Linked DNA regions of Lactuca sativa: region 1 is linked to region 2. A link is a contact called in public Hi-C data. All regions are on one chromosome and are shown on one strand. The core of a region is the stretch at or near the end of the contact, and the rest is flanking DNA. Distances in the headings are between cores, read along the strand shown. Region 1 holds the start of LOC111899361 (formin-like protein 2). Region 2 holds the start of LOC111885937 (APO protein 4, mitochondrial).

Region 1 (5,164 bases), core at 1,442-3,941, 410 kb before region 2:
TTGAGCAACAAAACCTACAATTAAAGCCTAGAACCAATTACACCGAAACTGACTCATCTTCTCCATCTGATGACCCAAACTGTTGTCCTCCATTGTACTTAGGAAATACAGGAAGACTTTGACTCATTCGCAATAAGGGGATCCCAACTGTGCTTCTCTCATTCATCTTCCCAACATCCTTACAAACTCGATCAAGAACTGACAAGAACTCACGCACCACTATAAAAATCCTCAAAGCTTCACCTTCTTCCATGGCAGAATACTCCCCATGAAAGTATTCAGTAGCTTCCTTCACCATTGAAATGGATAGCCGCTCTTGATCAACAATCTTAACCAGATCACCCTTCGCTTTCTTCAAGAACACGTTCATGGAGTCTGAGAATCTTTCATTCGATCCAATCTGTTCGTTTAAACCCACCACTTCACCAACCTTGGTTAACCCCATCGCTAACCTTTCTACTTCCTTCGAAAGCAAGGTGGAATCCATGGCTGCAGCTTTCTTAACACTTGAAAGCTCACCACCGAGACTCGAAACAACTTCAAGACCACGTTTCCTGAACTCCACCTCATCACAAAGCTCTGATTTTTTATTATTTTCTCCACCCGAAAGGTGAAAACCTTCTTCTCGAATGATCTCTTGTACGACAAAATGGAGGAGTGTTGTTTTTCCATCGTTGCCCTTCACGTGTACAAGCTTGAGAAGAGCATCGAGCTTCAAGGCATGGGTAGTTCCGTCATTCATCTGGGTTCCTGCCATTAACACAGCGTCGAGCAGCTTTATAAACATCCTGCTGTTCCTAAGCTCCCGAGAAGCCATCTGGAAATACCATGAAACAAAGTTTTTTAACATATGAAATCGATTACATGACTTCCATGGATTCAAAAATCAAAACAGCAAAAGGTGGTGTATATAGTTATATATACCTCAATGGTTTTAAAGGATCCCTTGAGATACTCAACTTCATTATCGAAGTTTAATATGTAGAGCATGGCATCCACCCTCTTGAATGCGAATGGTATTTGGATAACTGCTTTCAGAAACTTCTCGGCTGGATCAAGATCATCGAATTCCTTTAAGCGAGTTTCTTCCTCCATGGTTGGAGCCATCTTCAACAAGCTCCCAAGTAACTCAGAATCTAAGGTATCAACGTTACCTGTTTATATACAATAATTAACACCGGATTAAATATGAATATATGATTGAATCAAGAAATTAAATTAAGTAGGATAAGTGGAATTGTTTGGTGATACCTTGAAGAATGGATTCACAGACTTCATCGATGGTTAAATCAAGCGCCCTCAAAAGTATAACGATGTTTCTGGATTTGTGTGGGTCAAGGACAATGTTCTTTTGGGTTACATCGGCAACCATCTTTTGATCGATGCCAGGGTTTGATGCAGGTTTGGATGAGTTCGCCATGAACAATGTATGTATCGTTTCTTCGTTCAACCTATGTGATTATATTATCGCGATTAGATGTAGAAATTCAGCGATGTAATGAAGAGATTAATGGAGGTAGCAGAGAAGATGATGAATCTCACTGAAAAGAGCTTAATTTGAAGTGATCCCATGTCGTTGCCTTCTCTGAGCTTGCTCTTACATTATCCCATTGTAAAGGTTTCAACTTTGGCTTCAAAATCTCTTCTTTTCTTTGTGTTCCGCAGAACCCAGATGGCGGTGGCGGAGGAGGTGGAGGTGGCAACACCGTCTTGTGGCGTTGAAACGCTACCGGAGATCCTTTTGGAGACAAGAAATCTCCAAGATCCTCCACTTCGGAGTCGGTGAAAGAACCCTCGTCCAGGTTGTGTTGGTGATGGAAGTCTTGTCGGGGTAATGGCGGGAGCGGGTGGAGCTCTGGCGAACCCAACATGTTATAATCGATTGAAGTGGCGGCGGCTGAGGCGGAGGCATTGGTCATGTGACCGGATGTTTTGAGAAGTTTTTGGTCGTGCAAGGGACTAACGAGTGTACCAAGATAAAGAAACTCGGAGCTGGGGGTGGAGAAGTTTGGTGGAAGAGTAGGAGGCGGTGGAGGTTTGTCAGAGGTGGGGAGGTTAGCCGGAAACAACCGGAGACTATCGGAAGGTGGAGGTTTGTGACTATGGTTGCGGTGGTACACAAGGGAGACAACCACCGCAGCAATAAACGCGATAGCAAGGAGGGAGAAAGCGAGGGAAATAAGAAGAAGCTTTGTGGAGACATGGGATTTGGAAGACGATGACGATGGGAGAATAATGGAAGAGATATTTGCAGGGAAAGTGGGGAGAGAAGTGGAAGGGACGGTGGTTGTGGTGGTGGAAGACTCTGGTGGGGAGGTGTATGAAGGGAAGAAACGGCGGTTGTTGTCAGTTTCTGGTGGTGTTAGTGAAGAGAAAGGATGTTTGGGTTGAGGTTGTGGTTGTGGTTGTGGTTGTAGAGAAGGGGAAGGAGAAGGCGACGGAGTTTGGGTGGTGACGTGTGGTGGTGGAGGAGGAGAATCGATGACCGGAAAGAAAGGTTGATGGAGGATCCGGCGGGAGGAGGAGGAATGGGAAGAGAGTAGTAGTAGTAATAGCAATAGGAGAAAGATGATTTGAGGAGCCATTTAAAATTTATTTGCAAATGGAAGAAGAAGCAGTTTGAGAGTGTGTTTTTAGAACAAAAGTAGTAGTAACAATATATTCTATTTAATTATTAAATGAAGGTAGTGACAAACAAAGTCAGCAACTACTTCAAGTGAGTGGGAGGATTTTGTTGGGTCTAGGGGTAGCTCAAACTTTTAATGTAGGAAAACACCCCCTTACCTGTATGTTTTCTATAAAAACAAGATAACAAATATTATTTTTATTGGAACAATTTTCTTTTTTAAATTTTTTTTTTTACAAGTTTAATTGCATGGCTTAATGTCACCATTAGACAACAAGTTTTTTTTAATTGGTTTAAATGATTTCTTAACTTATTTTATGGCTTTCTAGAGGTATGATAAGAACTTTATGATTTATTTTGTCTTTCTAGTCTGAAATAAGATGTCTAATATGTCATAAAATTAGGCGGAGAAGATGTTGTTATCTAAGGCTATCTCCAATGGGAGTTCAATGGAGGGTTTAATGGTGAGTTTAATCTCATTAAACCCAAAATCTCCATTGTAGGAAAATGACTAGGATTCAATGGAATGGGGAGTTCAATCCCCATTGAACTCTATATTCTCTCTCCTCACACACACACACACACACACACACACATATATATATATATATATATATATATATATATATATATATATATATATATTATTTTTTATTTTTTTATTTTAAATTAATGTTAATTTTAATTGTAGTTTTTAATTTTTAATTTCATGCTAATTAATTTTTTTTAAAATAACAATAAAGAAAAAGAAAACGATAAATGATGTGATAATCTATTGAATTGTATAGAGTTTAATGGAGTATAGAGTTTAATGGGTAAAGTTGTATAGTAAGTGGAATGTATATGTGTCAATCCATTGAACTCATATGAGTTTAATGCATTGGAGATGGTCTAAGGATCATGATGTGGCCAATACAGGTGGTGGTTGCCTAACTTTATAAATCTTTTCCCCTTTATTCTACGCTCAATAATCACATGTTCTTCTTTCCCTTCTTTCTTTATTTAAGCACTCTTTATGTGCGCGTATGTGTGTATGTGTAGGTCTTGATAGCAAGAACAGAAACCGAATCATCTCTCGTGAATTTGAATTTGCACATAAACAGGGTTCCAATCAAACAATAGAAGTAAACAATAATTCGATTATAATAAGAGGATTTCAAAAGACAAGGTATCGTTTCTTTATACAAACACAAAGTTGAATACCAAACTGTAGCTAATGTTATTCTTGAGACGTGTTTGTTGTACAACCTTCTTCGCGGGTTGTATCGTGCCCCCACCTCCATCCTTGTATACCATGACAACATTCAGGTAGTATACTTGTCCGCCAATCCGATTTAACACCAGAAAACAAAGAATAATATTGATATTTTCATCCATTTTGTCTGGGACAAAGTTGTCATGCGGCAAGTTCGGGTTCTCCACGTGTTTAAATCAACCCCTATATAAGGGATTGAGTGACCACATTTTGAAGCTTTTTCACTCTCTTAAAACACTTTCTCTCACTACTCTCTCTCTAAAACTCGACTTTGATCCAAAATCATCCATTTCAAGCTCCAATCTGGTAAGAAATCCATCCTAGCTCATAGTATAACATGTTTGGCTTTCAAATTCGTGTTTAAATCATGAAATAGGACCAAGAGCTTGTGTTTACGGTCTAGGAACCTCCCCAAACCGTGAACACCTATAAATGGGGTTTTGGAACCCCAAAACCCTTCCAAATCACTTCTAGTGCTTAGTTAAGACCTTTGGACTTGCAGGAATGGACTTAGAGTACCAAAATCTTACTATTTAGGGGGTAAACATGAGTTTACGGCCCAAGAACATGCTTGTACTGTAAACCCTCATTCATAGACCATAAACACCTTTTAAGGTGTTAGATTGCCCCTTAAACACCTCCAAAAGCTTCCATGAGCTTCCATGAGTACATAGAACCTTATATTCCTTTATAAGATGCACCAAAACATATACAAATGAGTCACACTTGAGTTTACGACCCAAGAACATTCTTGGACCGTAAAAACCCCTTCTTAGACCATAAACACTTCCAAAGAGTGTTAAAGTGCCCTTAACACCTTGTATGGCTTAGAATTGGACCTAGAACTTTGTACGCTTAACCTACAACCTCCAAAACACATGATTCATGGACAAACATGAGTTTACTGCCGTAAACTCATGTGTTTAAGGTAGTAAACTCACCAAGAACATCTTCATAAACCGTAAACTCCTTTCCAAGGTCAATTCAAGTCCCGATCACTTCCTAAGCCATGCAATCAACCCTAGAACCTTCCCTTGTGCATTGTAAGACAATTTAGCATCCAAGAACACACCACCCATGAGTTTACGGTCGTAAACTCATGGGGATATGGTCATTGGACCGTAAACTCCCCTAAGGGCTTACTCTTGAAGAGTAAACTCCTTATCTAGGCCCTACACACCCTTAGATGCAACCCGGATCATTCTAAGCACTTTATATAAAGTGTTTTCGCGCTTCGGAGTGTATATTCTTAATTAATTAGTATTTCAAGGTCTAATTAGATA
Region 2 (5,234 bases), core at 643-3,142:
AAAAAAAAATTCAAGATAGTGTTTTCAGATAAGGTAAACAGCCTTATAAACCTTGATGACAATGATTTCCTGAATCCACCTGAATGTAAGATGCACCCTTTTATATCAAATTTTTTTGTATGTTATTGTAAAGGACATTTATTGAATTCAACATGAAAGTATAACAAAGATTTTTATTTTTGTACAATATAATTTCAAGGAACATTTAAAAAAAAAATTGAATTATATCACGTGGAAATTTCATATGTTTATGTGGATCAAAATAGTTATCTAGAAGCGCTGAAAAGAATTTGTAGCATATGCAAGAGAATTGAAAACTATGATTTTGTTTTTTCACAATGGAGTGAGTATTTATGTCTAGACGATCGGATGAGTTTAAAAGAAGACACATGTGTTTGCGTTGGTGTCTATATGGACAACGTGTTCATCTCAAGGTTTCCATCCAAGCGAAACATCCAACTCTAAAAGGTTGGCTTAATTTTCATTTTTTTTTTTGTTTTATTTCATAAAAAGATATCAATACTTATACAACTATATAATACTAATAATATTTTTATTTATTTTATGAGACATGCAAAGAATACAAATCTCATGATAGCTTGGAGGTTTTTGGTTCTATTTGAAAAAAAAAAACCTCATGAAAATATTTGTTCCTTTTGACAATGTTTTCTTTAGTTACAAATGTTCTTATTTAGGTTCATGAATGGATTATAAGTTTTAAGATGTTCTTAATAGTTGGATTTCATCTTATTTTACATGATCAATTTCTTTTATTGTTTATTTAACATCTTAGGATTTTGCTTTTCTGTATTTCACAAGCTGAATTACATTATAACTTTTACAACATACAAATACACGATACAAGAAACAAAATAAACATATATCTAAAAATAATGATTTTGTCCAAGCATAGTCATAGCAGATTTTCAAATTTACACTCATTTTCTTAAAGAAATTTTGATTTAATGATTTTCATTTTTCATAATTTTAAAGTTAAATTATTAGTATTTTATAAGATTTGATTTTGATCCCTTAGTATATTATAAAGTGATGTTTGTTGTCCCTTACATAACTTTTTTTTACAACATTCGTTTTTATTAATTGAAAAGAAATTCTTTGCCACAATGAGTTTTTATTAATTGAAAAGAAATTCTTTGCCACAATGAACGGAGCAACATAAATACGAGTTTACTAGTGATTGAAGTGTTCATTGGGTTGATAATGTGTGATAAATCTATTCTAGTTTTAATATTGGGTTTAGGTCTAAATTGTTCACTTAACTTTTGGTTTTGTGTTCATTTGGTCATTTAACTTTTTTTATGTTTTAAAATGTCATCAAACTTTTGATATGCTCATTTAGTTACTTAACTTTTGTTTTGGTCACTTAACTTTCAGATTTGTGCTCATTTAGTCACCTAACTTTTAAATTTGTGCCTATTTAGTCACTAAACTTTTGAAAAAATTTAAAAGTTTAGTGACTAAATGAGCACAATTTTAAAAGTTAGGTGACTAAATATGACCAAGCCAAAAGTTAAGTGACTAAATGAGTACAAAGGCAAAAGTTTGATGACCTTTTAAAACTTAAAAAGAGTTAAGTGACCAAATGAGCACAAAACCAAAAGTTAAGTGACTAAAATTGACCTAAACCCTTTTAATATTATCCATTTGCCAAAACGAAAGGCATAAAATGGAAAGGAAATTGTGGAAAATCAGATTGAAACAACCATTCAAAAGTTTAAGATCAAGCGCATATATAAATTTCAACACATTCACGTGATATATATGCATATATTTATGACATTTTTCAAAATATAAAAAACCTTTTCAAAATAATAATGACATTTTTATGTGAACGTACAATGGGCTTAACCGGGCTTTAGGTCAACAACAAGGCCAATTCGGATAATGGGCTTTGGGTCAGCAATGAAGCCCATTTGGATAACTGATATTGGTGATTCAGAAGTCCACAACACCTAGCTACCTTCATCGTCTTCGCATTCACAGCAGCGAATCTCCAAATCCGAGCACCTGCACAAGTAACTACATCAAAATCTCTTCATCTTTCTTCATTAATTTGTGTTTAGAGGTTTTCCTACGTATCTTAACTTCCTGCTTTTTAATTTTTTTACCTGGCCGTATTTCCTTTGCCTCATGCTCATTAGTCTCGTTGATGTTTGTTGATCATGAAATCAATTTCATGTTTCATTTGAAGGCTAAGTCGATCAATTGCGAACTGAATTCAGAAATCACATTGAATGTTACCATTTTTAAAGAGTCTTCATTTGATCCCGACGAAGGAATTTCTAGGGTTCGAATGATTGTATATATCCATTATACATTTGTAAAAGCTTCTCATTTGATATAATATACATATATGGCAGCTATGAAGAATCCGAGACTATGGTGTAACACAATCATGGTGCAAGGGTTAATTGGGATCACTCGACACTACAGATCAAATCCAAAAGTAGATTTTAAGAAACTGAGGCCAATGATTCTGAAGAGGATCGAGAATCGAGCCAAATATTATCCAGTAAAAGACATGATCCCTGTTGCTTATGATGTCGTTAGATCAAGAAGCCTTTTGATTCAAGGCGTATCCACTCTTCTCCAAGTAATACCCATCTGGTCTTGCAAGTATTCTCTATCTCTCATTCACTGTCTTCTTCTTCTTCTTCTTTTTCGATACATTTTGTTTCTTTAAAATAAACATACAATTGGTTTGATGATTGATTAAACACACATATACACTATCTTCCACTTACAGATTCTGTCAAGAAGTATACATTGGTGAAAAGGGTCACGCAATCAAAACCTGCCATGGGTACAAACGTCATTCCAAGAACAAACCCCACGAATGGATCAAAGGAGGTATAAATGACATTCTTGTCCCTGTAAACACATTCCACCTAAAAACCATGTTCCAAAATGTGATCAAACACGATGAAAGATTCGATTACAACCGAATACCCGCAATTCTTGAACTCGCGCTCCAAGCAGGTGCCGATTTTGATTTTGACCACGAGGGTATATCCGGAAACAAAATTGAATGTTTAAATGTTGAATCTTTATCACCCAATGATCTGAGGGTAATTTCGGAAGGAACTTTAAAGGCATGGGAGGTGGTTAGATCGGGTGTTCAAAAGTTGATGATGGTTTATTCGGCTAAAGTTTGTAAATATTGTTCGGAGGTTCACGTGGGCCCATCTGGACATAAGGCGCGATTGTGTGGGGTGTTTAAGTATGAGAGGTGGCGTGGAGGGCATTTTTGGAAAAAAGCAGAGGTTGATGATTTGGTGCCTGAAAAGGTGGTGTGGTTTCGTAGGCCTCAAGATCCGGTTGTTCTTGAGGATAAGTGGCGGTCATTTTACGGACATGCCCCCGCGGTGGTTGATTTGTGTACGAAAGGTGGTGCGGTGGCACCGATTAAGTATTATTGTATGATGAAACTTCAAGGGTTATCTGCTGATGTGGCATTTAAGACTCGCTGATGACCATTAAAGACATTACATAACATGTTGTACTGTGTTTGATATATATCAGACTGACTGAGACTTAGATTTAGACTGTGAAAGAAAATGAAAGTTTTTGTCTTGTTTGTGCAAAAGACGTTAATACCTTCATTCTCATAACTGACATTAACCCATATATAGCTTATTGAAGGAAGTCGTATAAAAAGGGGAAATGCCTAAATAGTAATCAAGTTTGATAATCGTTTAACTTGTGGTTTTTATACTTTTTGTTCTAATTACTCGAGTTTCAATTTTGTTCTATGTATGTGAAATTAGACATTTGTAACCTTTTTACTAAGGAAAAATCCACCAAAACACTCTTACCGATCTAGAGGAATACATCAAACCAAAACAATCTTAGCAACCAATCTTGTAGCCCATTGTATTCCATTACAATATATCCATTTTCAAATGTTTCGTGAGTTCCTTTGACTTCCTAATTTTTGGCCATAAATGGTTTGACATTATGTTGTACTTTTTTCAATATGACAACCGATCCATTGCCAACTTGGCATCCACTAAACAACATGGCTATCGTTCGATGGGTCGCTAGTAGTTTCAAAATTTAGAATTTGAATTTTGAAACTCGATTGAATTTCGAAAAGGAGAAATTGGATGAGAAAAAGAAAGCTCGAGATGAGAAGCAAAGAGCATGAGTGGAAAACAAAAAAACTTGCGCTATGGAATTTTTAACGCACAACATCGATCATCTCTTCAAAAACTAACTCGAGATGATTTTTAGGGTTAGAGCGAAAATCATGAAAAGTATTACTGTTAAACTTAATTTGTATCATTTTTATTTAATTTTTGTTTTTAGCTATGTAATTGCTTTAATTAAATATGTATTTTAAATATTTATATAATTATTAAATTTTATTTTAACAAAATATGGTGTGTGTGGTATCATTTTCTATTAGTTTTCTAGGGTGAGAGAAGATGAGAAAAAAATATACGACCAAAAATATGATAAATTGTGGTACCAAGTAACCTACTTGTTTAAGAGCTTTTTTTTTTCTTTTTTTTTTTTGAAAAAATAAACGTGGACAACTATCATTATGAGAAGGTATATAGGTTTTTTACATTTATTTTTAATTTCTTTCCCCATTCATTTTGATAGTCATTTTTTTTGGACAGTAATGCAATATAAAATTGAGAAATTAAATATGCTTCTATTTTTCTTCCTAAATATCTTCCTATACATTTGAAATAATGATAAGTATATTAAAAAATTATTAATCTTATCCAAATATAACACATGTCATAATTTTATTGGGTAGAAAGATAAGTAGGAACAAAAAGTAGGAGATTATTTAATTTCTCTATAAAATTTATATTTTTGTTTGTTTTGCCTAAGGCATATATATATATATATATATATATATATATATATATATATATATATATATATATATATATATATATATATATATATATATATATATATATATATATATATATATATATATATATATATATATATCACACTTAAGTCACATGCTTAGATGCATGTTTTTCGGGCTTCTTCCCTGAATCTAAAGACTAAATTTAATCACCATGCTTCCCAACGACTCTTCCCACCTCTATTTTCTCAGTCAAAAAATCTAAATCTAATAAAAGAGTAGTTTTTTTGCCACGTGACATTTTCTTAGACCCTCTTCCAAATGTTTTCCCTCCAATGGCCTCTTTTTGATAATTATGGATAGATTTTTTTTTTATAAATTT

The links. A called contact is a pair of places that touch in the nucleus more often than the background predicts.
Region 1: a contact with region 2 is called in a Hi-C map of leaf, with 10 times the contacts expected there. The contact joins the promoter of LOC111899361 here to the promoter of LOC111885937 in region 2. A contact is called at or near these places in 4 of 4 Hi-C or Micro-C datasets (bud, leaf and seed).

What each region holds. Positions count from the first base shown.
Region 1 is chr1:97,664,086-97,669,249 of Lsat_Salinas_v11, reverse strand. It overlaps LOC111899361 (formin-like protein 2), which reads right to left and starts at 2,691. Exons shown (of 4, transcript XM_023895201.3): 1 at 1,543-2,691; 2 at 1,252-1,451; 3 at 925-1,154; 4 at 1-817. The coding sequence starts at 2,585. The coding sequence ends at 38.
Region 2 is chr1:97,255,714-97,260,947 of Lsat_Salinas_v11, reverse strand. It overlaps LOC111885937 (APO protein 4, mitochondrial), which reads left to right and starts at 1,892. Exons shown (of 3, transcript XM_023882176.3): 1 at 1,892-2,036; 2 at 2,382-2,637; 3 at 2,768-3,607. The coding sequence starts at 2,384. The coding sequence ends at 3,491.